Linked DNA regions of Mus musculus: all the other regions are linked to region 3. The links are chromatin contacts, called in public Hi-C maps. All regions are on one chromosome and are shown on one strand. The core of a region is the stretch at or near the end of the contact, and the rest is flanking DNA. Distances in the headings are between cores, read along the strand shown.

Region 1 (3,869 bases), core at 1,021-3,520, 3.5 Mb before region 3:
TAACGGCAAACGGGGTCTTGAAAAATCAACATATGCCGGGCATTGGTGGCCCACGCCTTTAATCCCAGCACTTGGGAGGCAGAGGCAGGCAGATTTCTGAGTTCGAGACCAGCCTGGTTTACAGAGTGAGCTCCCTCACCCACCAAAAAAGAAAGACCAACATATGTTGGAAATTGTAAGGTAAAAACATGCCAAATACTTAAATGTTCGTGCTGGCAGTAGTTAGCCTTCTCCAACTTGTACTGTTGACTGCAGTAGTCAAATTTCTATCTTTGAAAAAAGGTCTAAGGAAAACGAAGTGATGAGGAGGTACAGACTGAATAACAAAGGCTAAGGAAGAAAAGCTTGGGGGGGGGGGCGGGGCGGGGTGTGACTGACTGTTGATTGGCTGCTGACTGGTAACAAGCTCTGTGCAGTGGAAGGAGGGAGGGACCGCTATCACTCAGTGGTCTTAGTCTTTCAGAATACAGCTAGTCCTTACTACTTACAGATTCTATAGTCATGAGTTTTCTCACTCTTTAGACTCTCTGTAACCCCCAAACCCAATACTTGTGGCGGTTTTATAGTTCACTGTGGCCATACGCTGAGCGGCTAACAATTTAAGTCCAACGCTGCGTATGTTCTCAGCTGAAGTTGAACAAGGGGATATCTTCATTTTTTTTTTTTTTTCAGTTCTCACAATGGAAATAAGGACCCATTTGGTGGCCCATTTGGGGTTATGTTTTACTTTCTTCATTTATGAGATTGTTTTTTCTTGGTGATTTAAAATACCCCCGTTCTCCATACGCAACAGTGGAGTGCTTTCTATGGTTCCCACATATAAGAAGGCCATGATGTATTTTACAGAGAAAAGCACATGGACTATACGGGCTTTGTTTAAACATGTGCTACAGTGCCCGGGAACAGGAGTCAATATTGATTCATCGACAATATTGGGTATGGTGCCTTTAAACAGAAACACGCGATTCTCAATAGTATATTATTTATACATTCTATATGTAACCTAAAGTTTACCATTTTAATAATTGTATGTGTACAACTTCATGGCATTAGATGTATAGTCAAACTGTTCAGTCACCAACTGTTTCAGAACTCTTATCATTCCAAACTGAAACTCTGCATCACTGAGACGTAATTCTCAAGATCCCCCTTTGCCTCCTGGCAACCACCATTCTGCATTCGGTCACTCCTGGGACTCTAGCAACCTCTAGAAATGGAATTCTAAATATTTTGTCTTTTCATATCTGCGGTATTTCAGTTAGCTAAATCATCTTAATTAATATCTTAATTCTTCATTAGCTTAAATCTAATTAACGTCTCACTCATGGCATCATATTTTAGAGCAAACGTCTAGCTTTGTATTTTATAACCTTTTTAGTTAATGCTTAAAGGACACTCCACTCCAGCATATTGCAAATTCTGTCGCATCAAGACTTTCTTTATGGTTCACCGACCGTGTCTTTAGACTCGTGGACTACTTTTTCATTCCATTTGTCCATTCCACTATTTTTTCATTCCATTGTGGCCCATTGCCTACTAGTCTTTGGTAGTCTCCTAATAATATAATAGAACCAAACTTGCGGGACCACCTATGATGTATATAGGATGCTGGTTTGAATGCTCTTCTTTAGTACATTGTAATTTCTTGGAGAAAAGTTGAAACTTTTCTAAATGAACAGAATTTAAAATGTAACAAAACTGTTTTTTTTTTTTTTTTTTTTTTTTTTTTTCTCTTGTAGGTTGGAAATCAACAAGGTATCTTTGGTTTGGGGCATCCATAGGTCATTAGACCTTGGCCAAAAAGTCCTGTACTTTGGGATAAGAACACTAATCCTCTGGAGGTCTCGGTGGGTTAGATTAGACCAGTGTGTGTTTACCCATCGTGTGCACGGGGCAGCACACACAGAAGATGGTACTGGAGGATGCTGTGACACCGAGGGCAGGTCGCACAGTGCAGGACCCCTGCAAACACTGCTGGCCGTCTTCTTATGGAGAGCTCCCATCTTCTAGGTTCACTCGTGCTGACAAGCACAATCCTCTCAGAGGACAAGGCCTGGGAGCCCGCGGCCACTCCATCCTGGTGAAGTAAGACGGCGCTTGTGCTTATTCACCACGAAGGCCGATGGATAAAAGGGGACCGAGGCCTCAACCCTTGCGATTGGTCAATCCTCGATCCACTACTGGATTTGCCCAGCTCTCACCCGGCCGAACTTGCGTCTCTTCCCAGCATGCTCCGGGCCGCACCGCGAGACTCGCACTCATTCTCGCGAGATTTACCGGCAGCCATCTTCTTGGGGGTGCTGGAAGCCGGGAAGACCCCCGAACCGTTCCCATTGAGCCGCCCTTCGTTGTCGCTTTTCTTCACGTCTGCTCTGCCGCGTGGCCACCAACCAAGCACCTAATCCCAAAGCTGAGAGGAGAGCCCGGGTCGGAGCGCGTTCGGCTCCCCTTCGGGAAGATTCACTGGGGGAGCGGGGCAGGGGGGAGGGCCCGGCCGGCAAACGGTTGCTGCCTCAGCCCGGGCCAGGGTCCGCCGAGGGGAGAAGCTCCGGGGACCCGGTGGGCGCGTGGCCTGCGGCGGCCCCCGCCGAGGTGCTCGCCGACCCGCGGCTCGCGGGGACCTGCCACCGGCACCTCCCACCGCTGCCCACGCGGACGGCGCGCGGAGGAGGGGGCGGCGGCGGCGACCTGGGCGAGCGCAGGAGCGAGGCCGGCCTCGGGGCCGCGGTGGATGGTTTCTAAGATGATCATCGAAAACTTCGAGGCGCTCAAGTCCTGGCTCAGCAAGACCCTCGAGCCCATGTGAGTAACCCCCGGGGGAGCAGTGCTCGCTCGCAGGGATGGCGGTGGTGGACAGGCGGGCGCCCCGATCGGGGCAGTTTACTCAGTGGTGGAGGCCGAAGCGAAGAACCGGGAGGTGGGGAGTCCCCCCAAGGCTCTGCTTTCTCTGTTCGCCCACCTTCCCGTCCAGGCTCAACATAGCCAAAGCTGGAGCTGGGCTTGATTGTAATGGTCGAGCTGATCTTTGAACCGGTGTGCCCTGCTTTGCTTTCCCCTTTCCCGTTATAGGCAGACCGATGGCAAACTTCCCCGTACACCTGTGTGTGTCTTCCGAGGCCCTCCACATCGGCTTCTCGGCTCCTCCCGAGTGCTAGCTTCTCCTCCCGGTGGTAGATAGTTCCACAGTGCTTCTTAAGACGAAGTGCATGGCTTTTTCTTAGGGATCAGGGAAGTTCGAGTTTAAAAACCTAAGGTTTCGCTTACAGTCCCTTAAAGAAAGGCCACGTCTTCCATGTGGTGTGTGGCTCATACGCACCTCTCTTAACTGATTGAAGATGTAACAGGTGCTAAGCCCAGGAAGCCCCAGACCCCTTGCCACCTACATCCTATTACTTTGAAGAAGGGGGAAAAAAACCAACAAACCCAAATCTCTATCCGTATGGAATATTTGGCATTTAAGGAGAAATTGAGTAGTTTGTGCGACTGTTGAAATATTGAAAGATTTTAGGAATATTTTATGTATTTATTTAATGCAAAATACATCATAGGTTGTTTTCTGCATCGTTGATTTACAATAGCAACTTGAAATGCAGTGGCAGGTAATTCACTTATTTAATGCATGCGTTAAGTTTTTACCATATACTGTGGGGAGCTTTGGGACAGGACTTTAACATTCTCCTGGGTTGATAAGCTGCAATAAGATACACTTCAGCTATGCCCAGTTATGGCCATTATGATAGTAGAGGACCATGTAACCGTGGTTTGAATGGGGTCTGCTGCTTCAGGGTTGTTGGTCAGTGAAACTGTCTGAGCAAGGAATAGTTAATAAAACTTAAAAGAGGAGAAAAGGCCCCACTATTTCCGAGGAA
Region 2 (3,556 bases), core at 937-3,436, 3.6 Mb before region 3:
TAAAGGTAGCCATAAAACAGGCATGCCCATTACATAAGCTAAGCTTCCAGACTGAACCCCAGCTACCGAGTCTACGCAAAACTCAAACTCAGTTGTATCTATGCCGTTTTCCCAGACAAAGCTACTCGCAAAAAAAAAAGGGAGGAGGGCAGTTTATCATCCTAAACACACGAACTTACTATGTAACCACAAAAGTAAAAGAATGAAAATACAAATTTAGACTATAATAAAATTCTCCAATGCTTCTCCCCATAAAAAATAATATTCTATCTAAAAGAAATAATTTATTTAGAATGACTGATTTCTGCCCTCTGCCCTTACAGAGTGGCTCCACCCACTCAAAGTCTTTATAGGACACAGCTTCAGTTTTGAAGGGAAAAAAATGTAGTATTTTATACCTTCTTTCAAAGTTTAGACAAAAGTAAACTCCAACATTATCTGAAGAGATTTTGAGAGAAAAAAATAGTCTCAACTAGTTACCTCCATCAAAAGCAAAAGAGACAATATAATAAATTAAAACTATTAACACTATTTTAAGTATCATCCATGGTTGAGCCCAATAAGGAAAAGCAACCCAAAGAAAGAATTCAAATCAAATTATATCACTTAGAGACACAAACAGAAGTGGGTAAGATTTGAGAAGTAAAACAAGTATCAATGATAAAATTACGTGGCTTTTTTTTTTTTTGCAAACACTTAGAAAGGGAACAATGTCTTTTAAAAAATATAAAGTTACCCAAAGCTGACAACTTGAAAAGCACCTTCAATAAACTGGCAAGATTTCTATTTCCTAAGCCATTCTGAAAATGTTGATAATTTTCAGAAAGTTCATAATCTAAATCACCTGGCCATGCTATAGCAAATAGACACAAATGACAGAGAATTCTTACCAAAGAAAAAATGAAAATTTAAGTCTCTACCACAATCCTTCAGATTTGTCAAAAGGCACAACACACATGCAGACAGACAGAAAAGATGACATATAGGACTAACTGTGCAATCTTATAAACCCGACACGCAATAGCAACAATATGCACAAATGCTTTTCTTCTCTCCCCCCGTAACTATGTTCCACTAAATTATCTAAAAGTTTATAAGTGAAAACGCAATAAAGTAAATATTGCTGACAATGCTATTCACAATATTTATCTCCAATGACATCACTAAAACACACAGGGTGTAAAATACAGAGATTCTGACAAAGAAAATACAGGGCGCATTTCACTCATTAAGCATAGCTGGTGGTTTACATACTTGAGTGATTTTAAAACTCTGTATTAAATGAAAACTATTTCATTTCAAACAAGGTTTGATTTTTTTTTCTAATAAAGCGCTGCACACACGAACACAGGCAAAGCAGGAACAGATTTAAAAAAAAAAGAAAAAAAAAACGATCACTGTAATACTAACACAATGGAAAAGGGCAAAATGACAAGGTTAACTAGAAGAGAGGCACCTTCCCCATCACAGCTCTTCTCTACCCCTCACGCCGGTTGTAGCCCTGCTGCACCCCACTCTATAACCTCACACAATTCAGGCCACCGGTCGGGTCGACTCCCTGACAGGTACCTGCACCCTGCCCCGCCGCAGGGGGACACCACTCACTGCTCACGGGTGTGTGAGTCAGGGAAGAAGGAGGGGAAAGAAAGCCAGCCGGGGTGAGTCGGGGAGCGTCGCCGGGGAGGGGGCTCGGCGGGGCGCTGGCCGTCGACTGCGGCCGGGGGCTGGCGGAGAGGTGGGCTGGGCGGGAAGGGGCCCGCCGGGACGCCCCGAGGCCAGCGTCCTCCCCGGGGCCCGCGCACTCACCACCTGGTAGCGACCAGTCCCCAGCTGGTGGTGATCCATCCTGCCCGCCTCGGGGTCCGGCTTCCGAGCGGGCGTGTCCCCTCGGCGCTCAGCTCCCTCGGCCTCCCGGGTCGACGTCGTCGCCGCCGCCGCCGCAGAGCCTCTTCCGCCGCCTCGGGTTCTGCCGCCGAGGTCGCCTGGCGGGGCCGCTTCACTTCCTGTCGCTCCCTCGGCTCCAGCGGAGAGCTCCGCGTCGCTCGCCGATCGGCGCCGGAGCTCCGGGGAGCCGCGCGCGCTACTGAGCATGCTCGGCGCGGACGCGCATGCTCTCTGGCTCCGCCGGCGTCCCATCCGCCGCCCGGCTCCGGAGGTGTCCCTAGGTGGGAGGAGATGGAAGAGTCAGGCAAGTCCCCGGGAGCCCTCTAGGTTGTCATCTAGTCGACAGTGGGCGGTGGCAACCGAAGCGGAAAAGAAAAAAAAAAAAAAAATCGTCCCACTTGATTGGATTTTCCTGTGAGGGCAGGTTTCACTGTGGGGCGAGAGGATGCATCGTCACTGCGGAGGGTGGAGGCGCTGCATTCCTAGAGCACCTGAGGACAGGTCGCCCTTTTATTAGTCCCCAGCCTAGAGCATCTCAAAGAGATCCATCTCAGGACAGGCCTAAAAAGGCGCTCATTCGAAATCATTAATGAGGTAATGAATTACCAAATACCAGGGACATATACATATACAAAGACCACATATACATATATAAAATCAGCTTTAAAGTCACAGTAAAATTTCGAGGAAGGAAAAAAAAAAGACAGTCTTGCTTCTGAGCACGCGTAGCCTTCCTCAGTAGAACAGCTCATTTGTGACAAATGTTAAACCCATTTGACAGCGTACCATTGTCAATCACTTAGAATCCATAATAGATTGCATTGGAGTTCATTTTGAACATTGTACGTTGTAGGAGTTCTGACAAATATACCCTAACTATTATATATCATACTGAACAGTTTCATTACTCTGAAAATCCTGAATAGGGCTTTACCCTCCTCTTTCTTTTGCCCCCTTGTTTCTAAGAGATTTACAAATTCTTCAAACATATTCTGATGACATACAGAGAAAGAGGCCTTTAGAAATAGGAAATGGGAAGGACAGAAGAAAATAATGAAGTGAGGTAGGATTTTTGTGTGTGTGCTAATAATACTCAGATATTCCTAAGATAATGGTAAAGAATCAGTTTTTGTGGCGCATCATAATACCCTGTGACACCTCTCTCTCCTCTCCTCTCCTCTCCTCCCTCCTTCTTTCTCCTTCTTTCTTCTTCCTTCTTCTTTTTCTTTCTTCTTCCTTCTTTTTCTTTCTCTTTTTCTCCTTTTTCTTCTCCTTTTTCTTTCTTTTCTTTTTCTTTTCTTCTTTTCCTTTTCTTCTTCTTCTCCTTTTCTTCTTCATCTTCGTCTTTGTCTTCTTCTTCCTCCTCCTCCTCCTCCTCCTCCTTCTTCTTCTTCTTTTCTCTCTCTCTCTCTCTCTCTCTCTCTCTCTCTCTCTCTCTCTCTCTCTCTCTCGGCACAGAGCATGTTTCTCTAACAATTAGAAGACTATGGCAGACCAGCAAAAGGTACCTTTTAACCCAAACATCTGCTTCTTGTACCCTGAGATCTGTGGCCCTACTCGATCTGGCCCAACTGTTCTTTTTAAGATAATCAAGCCCTTTCCCCATAACTGTTCTTACTATGGAGATCTCCTGGGGATCCGGGGAGGGAAACCTGGAGACCATCTCTCACTT
Region 3 (3,773 bases), core at 761-3,260:
ATTTATTTGGAAGGTAAAGCAATTAGAAAAGCCTAAACAATTCAGAAAAGGTACAATGCTGGCTTCATACAATTTGAGGACTTATAAAGCCACAACAAAGAGAACGATAACCGAAAGAGGAACAGACAGATCAATGGAGCGAAAGCTATCACATATATAGTAAATTGCTATCGCTAAAGTGTAAAAATCACTTTGCTTTACAGCTCAAATACACACTTCTTCTTATGCACAGAAGTTGGAAATTCTTTGAGATTTTTCTCTTGACAAAATAAAATGCACTAGGGAAAGAGATGAGCAAATTTCAAAGTCAAGAACAAAAGGAATTTGGCCTCTTCCAGAAAGGGTGCTGTGAACAGCAAGGCAACGGGGAAGTGCTGGCTTTTAAACTTTACACAGTTCACCTTACTAAGAAGATAGGAACTGATGCTAACAAAAATATATAACAAACCCACATAAGCTACAGGGAGTCAGGCCAGTGAGTCAAGGCTCCTCCCACCAGCAAATACAGAAGACCTGTGTTTAATCCCAAGGACCCACCTGAGGGACTGAGAGAACTGAATCTAGAAAGTTGTCCTCTGACCTCCACCCGAAATCAATGAAACAATAAATGAAACAAAATAAATGAAAACACTTTCAAAAATTCCAAAAGACAAAGGATGTCACCTCTAACATAAAGCCTGTGTGTTTTATACAAAGAATTTGCTAAAATGCTTTTAAAAAAACCGTTAAAAATAACAATAATAATAATAATAATTGGAGGAAGGGAGCAGGTTTTTAGGCAGCATTTCAATTCAGGCTGGGCTGGAACTCAAAATCCTCTTTACCTCAGCCTCCCACACGCTGATACTGGCAGACATGTACCACGATGTCTGGTCTCAAAAAAGCATTTTTAAACGTTGATAATAGATCTTTATCCTTCGGTTATGAGAAGAAAGATGGAAGAAAAGGAAGAAAACTATATAACAAACTAAGAGAACTGTTAAAGGTGAACTAAATCTGAGAGCAGAAAAAAAGGCTAATTAATACATATCTGTGCAAATATATATATATATATATATGCATTCCACCACCTAATTTGGGGTCTGAAAGGCATCCCAAGCCCCAACCTTCAGTATCCAAAACAAACTCCCTTTTAAGAGTAGCAGGTGGCTACGCATTGCAGGACAACCATTAAACCGGGCTTTGTGTGGTACAGGAGGCAAGGACCAGGTCCACCTTCGAAAGACGGGGAGAGAAAGGGGGCGTGGCAGGGAAGAGAAGGACCTCGATGGGGCAAGAGATGACTGAAAGGTGATTTCATTGTACAGGAGGTGGATGGAATTACCAGAACTGGGTGGGCAAGTTTACAAAGCCGGGAGTCAGGAAGTGTTGGCAAATTAGTCACCTTAGAAGGGACAGGGTCAAGGAACAGGATGGAACCCGCAACGGCAAGGAGACGAACCAAGATGGGGAAAGGCACGGGGTGGGGATACCAGGCGAGGGGCTACCAAACCTCAGACCCCGGGTGCCCCAGGCAGCGCCGGCGACGCGGGGTCCGACGGAGGGACAGAGGACGCTCGCTGCACCGGCATCTCCCCGAGCCAGGTGGTGGCCCGAGAGGGGCGGAGCCGCCCACAGCCGCAGCCTGGGGCCGCCTGCCCGCCCGGGATGAGATCCCTGGATCCTTGGGGATGCAGAGGTGAAGGCCAGCGGGGAGGCTGGCGGGGAAGGCGGGAAGGACTCCGGGGTCCGGGGTGACAGGCACCGACCGCACTCACCTGGTTGGTGACCTGAAACGAGACACAGAAGAGGGTTTAGCGACGCGCGCATGCGGGCTGGCGCCGGCCTCCCGACCCGCTCAGGCCCTGGCTGCGGAACCCGGCCGCGCTCACCTCAGGGTTGGCCTCCAGCGGCAGCCAGCGTTGACCCTCCATGACTGCTCCGCCGGCCGCTCTCCAGCTCTGACAGCCGCCACCACCGCCGCAGCCGCCGCCGCCGCCGCTTCCGCCCCCGCGCGCTCCGGCCGGCACCATCCAAACGCCGCCCCGAGGGGGAAACCAACGAATGGACTTCCACGACCCCCAAGACGCTTGATCTCTCCCTACGGAGACTCAGCCCTGGAGTTACTAATGAAGTTAAAAGGCAAATTAAACTGATAAGCCTGAGCCATGTCCTAGTTCATGAGAAAAAGAAGCTTTGATCAACGGTGAACTCCCCTCACACTTGGACTCTCCCTTCCCCCGAGCGAGCTCCCGAGTTCTACGCATGCGCCACCGGGCCGCGTGCTCGCAGGCAACCTCACCTTCTTGCAATGCCAACCAGAAGCTCTAGGGGGCGCGTCATGGATTCCTACTCTGTGAGAGTGGGACCGGTTTGCTAGCCTTAAGGCAGCCAAGCCAGAGGGGTTGACTCCTTGGAATCATGGTCTTCCTGCTCCTTTGTGAGGATACTGGAATGATATGTTGGCCTTATCTGTTATTGCACTGCCCGAGATACAGGTAATAGGTAAATGGTGGATATAGGTGATAGGTAGATAGATACTCAGTTCTGCTTGAGAAACAATATGGAGCCACTACAAAGAGGAAATCAGGCAATGTACTGTTTGGTACAAACTGAAGGACTTTAAACAGCATTTTGAAATCCATTCGCCATCCCACTAAATTTCAGGATGACAAATGTAATGATTTTGTTTGTTTGTTTGTTTGTTTGTTTGTTTTTCAGGGTTTAACTCAATGGCTAGTACATAGGAGATTTCTCAAGGGCTATTTGAGAAATGGTAGAGCACTTGTCTAGCATGCTTGAGGCCCTGGGCCCAATCTCAGTGTCACAAAGGAGAGAGAAGTGGAATAATCATGTATGCAGAAATACCATCTGTCAGTTATGTGGGGAAATGCAAAAACAGGAAAGTTGACACAAGGTAACATTTATGAAGACAGAGAAGCAGAAGATATTTCAAGGAGCAATCCTTTTGATATGTAGGAACCAAGAGTCATGGCAGGACTCCAGAAATTTGATCTGATATATATTACTATTCTGTATCGAAGAGAAGGATTTCAGGGAAAGGTTAGTTAAGAAGTGAGAAAAATATTATTATGCTGAATTTGTCCTTCTTGGGAAATTTCCAACTCTCCCACGCATGCTCTGGCTATTATTTTTATAACCCGGTGACTCTTGTAATCCCTTGACTCCTCCCTATTTGTCTGATGGCTTGATGCCATATCTGTCCAACCTCATGACTTGGTAAATCTGGCAATGCTGGGCTCATGATCGGTTAGCTGCAGTTGCCTGATCTCTTGTGGTGCTTGCTATAGTCTCAGTCTCTACTGGGGCTGTTTGGGGTGCCAGGGGAATTTTCAGACAGCCGCTTTTCTCCAGACTCCTGCAGTTCTGCATTTTGTTTCTCCTCTTAGTGCTTGGCCAATACGCCACACAACATCCTTATCCCTCTATCACGAGAATTTCTTCCCTGTTAGACATACCATGTCTGCTTCCTCATAACTCAACAGCAAACCAAAATACAATCCTACTAAAGTTTACCTTGAGACACCAGTGAGAAAACCAGGCTTAGCTAACACACCGTGGAGAATGAATTGTTGGCAAAACGCATAGGAGACCCCAAAGCATCCACACTGGAAAGTCTTCACCAAACATGGATGGTAGCAATAATGTGTCTTTTGCCATAGAGAAGTGGTCCTAGTACCCCACAGAACTGCGGATCCCCCCAAACCCTTGCAAACATATCAGACGTCCAATCTCCTTACTTCTAGTCTATTAGGTTAACTCTCACATTGGCA

Evidence for each region. A called contact is a pair of places that touch in the nucleus more often than the background predicts.
Region 1: a Hi-C map of CD8 T cells shows a contact between it and region 3, with 5 times the contacts expected there. The contact joins the promoter of Rbm26 here to the promoter of Uchl3 in region 3. A contact is called at or near these places in 1 of 39 promoter capture datasets (pre-B cells) and 2 of 484 Hi-C or Micro-C datasets (CD4 T cells and CD8 T cells).
Region 2: a Hi-C map of regulatory T cells shows a contact between it and region 3, with 12 times the contacts expected there. The contact joins the promoter of Ndfip2 here to the promoter of Uchl3 in region 3. A contact is called at or near these places in 1 of 39 promoter capture datasets (pre-B cells) and 2 of 484 Hi-C or Micro-C datasets (CD4 T cells and regulatory T cells).

The regions. Positions count from the first base shown.
Region 1 is chr14:105,175,715-105,179,583 of GRCm38.p6, reverse strand. It overlaps Rbm26 (RNA binding motif protein 26), which reads left to right and starts at 2,270. Exons shown (of 22, transcript NM_001368684.1): 1 at 2,270-2,802. The coding sequence starts at 2,732.
Region 2 is chr14:105,257,253-105,260,808 of GRCm38.p6, reverse strand. It overlaps Ndfip2 (Nedd4 family interacting protein 2), which reads right to left and starts at 2,186. Exons shown (of 8, transcript NM_029561.5): 1 at 1,807-2,186. The coding sequence starts at 2,136.
Region 3 is chr14:101,652,204-101,655,976 of GRCm38.p6, reverse strand. Uchl3 (ubiquitin carboxyl-terminal esterase L3 (ubiquitin thiolesterase)) reads right to left here and starts at 2,010. Exons shown (of 9, transcript NM_016723.2): 1 at 1,872-2,010; 2 at 1,758-1,769. The coding sequence starts at 1,913.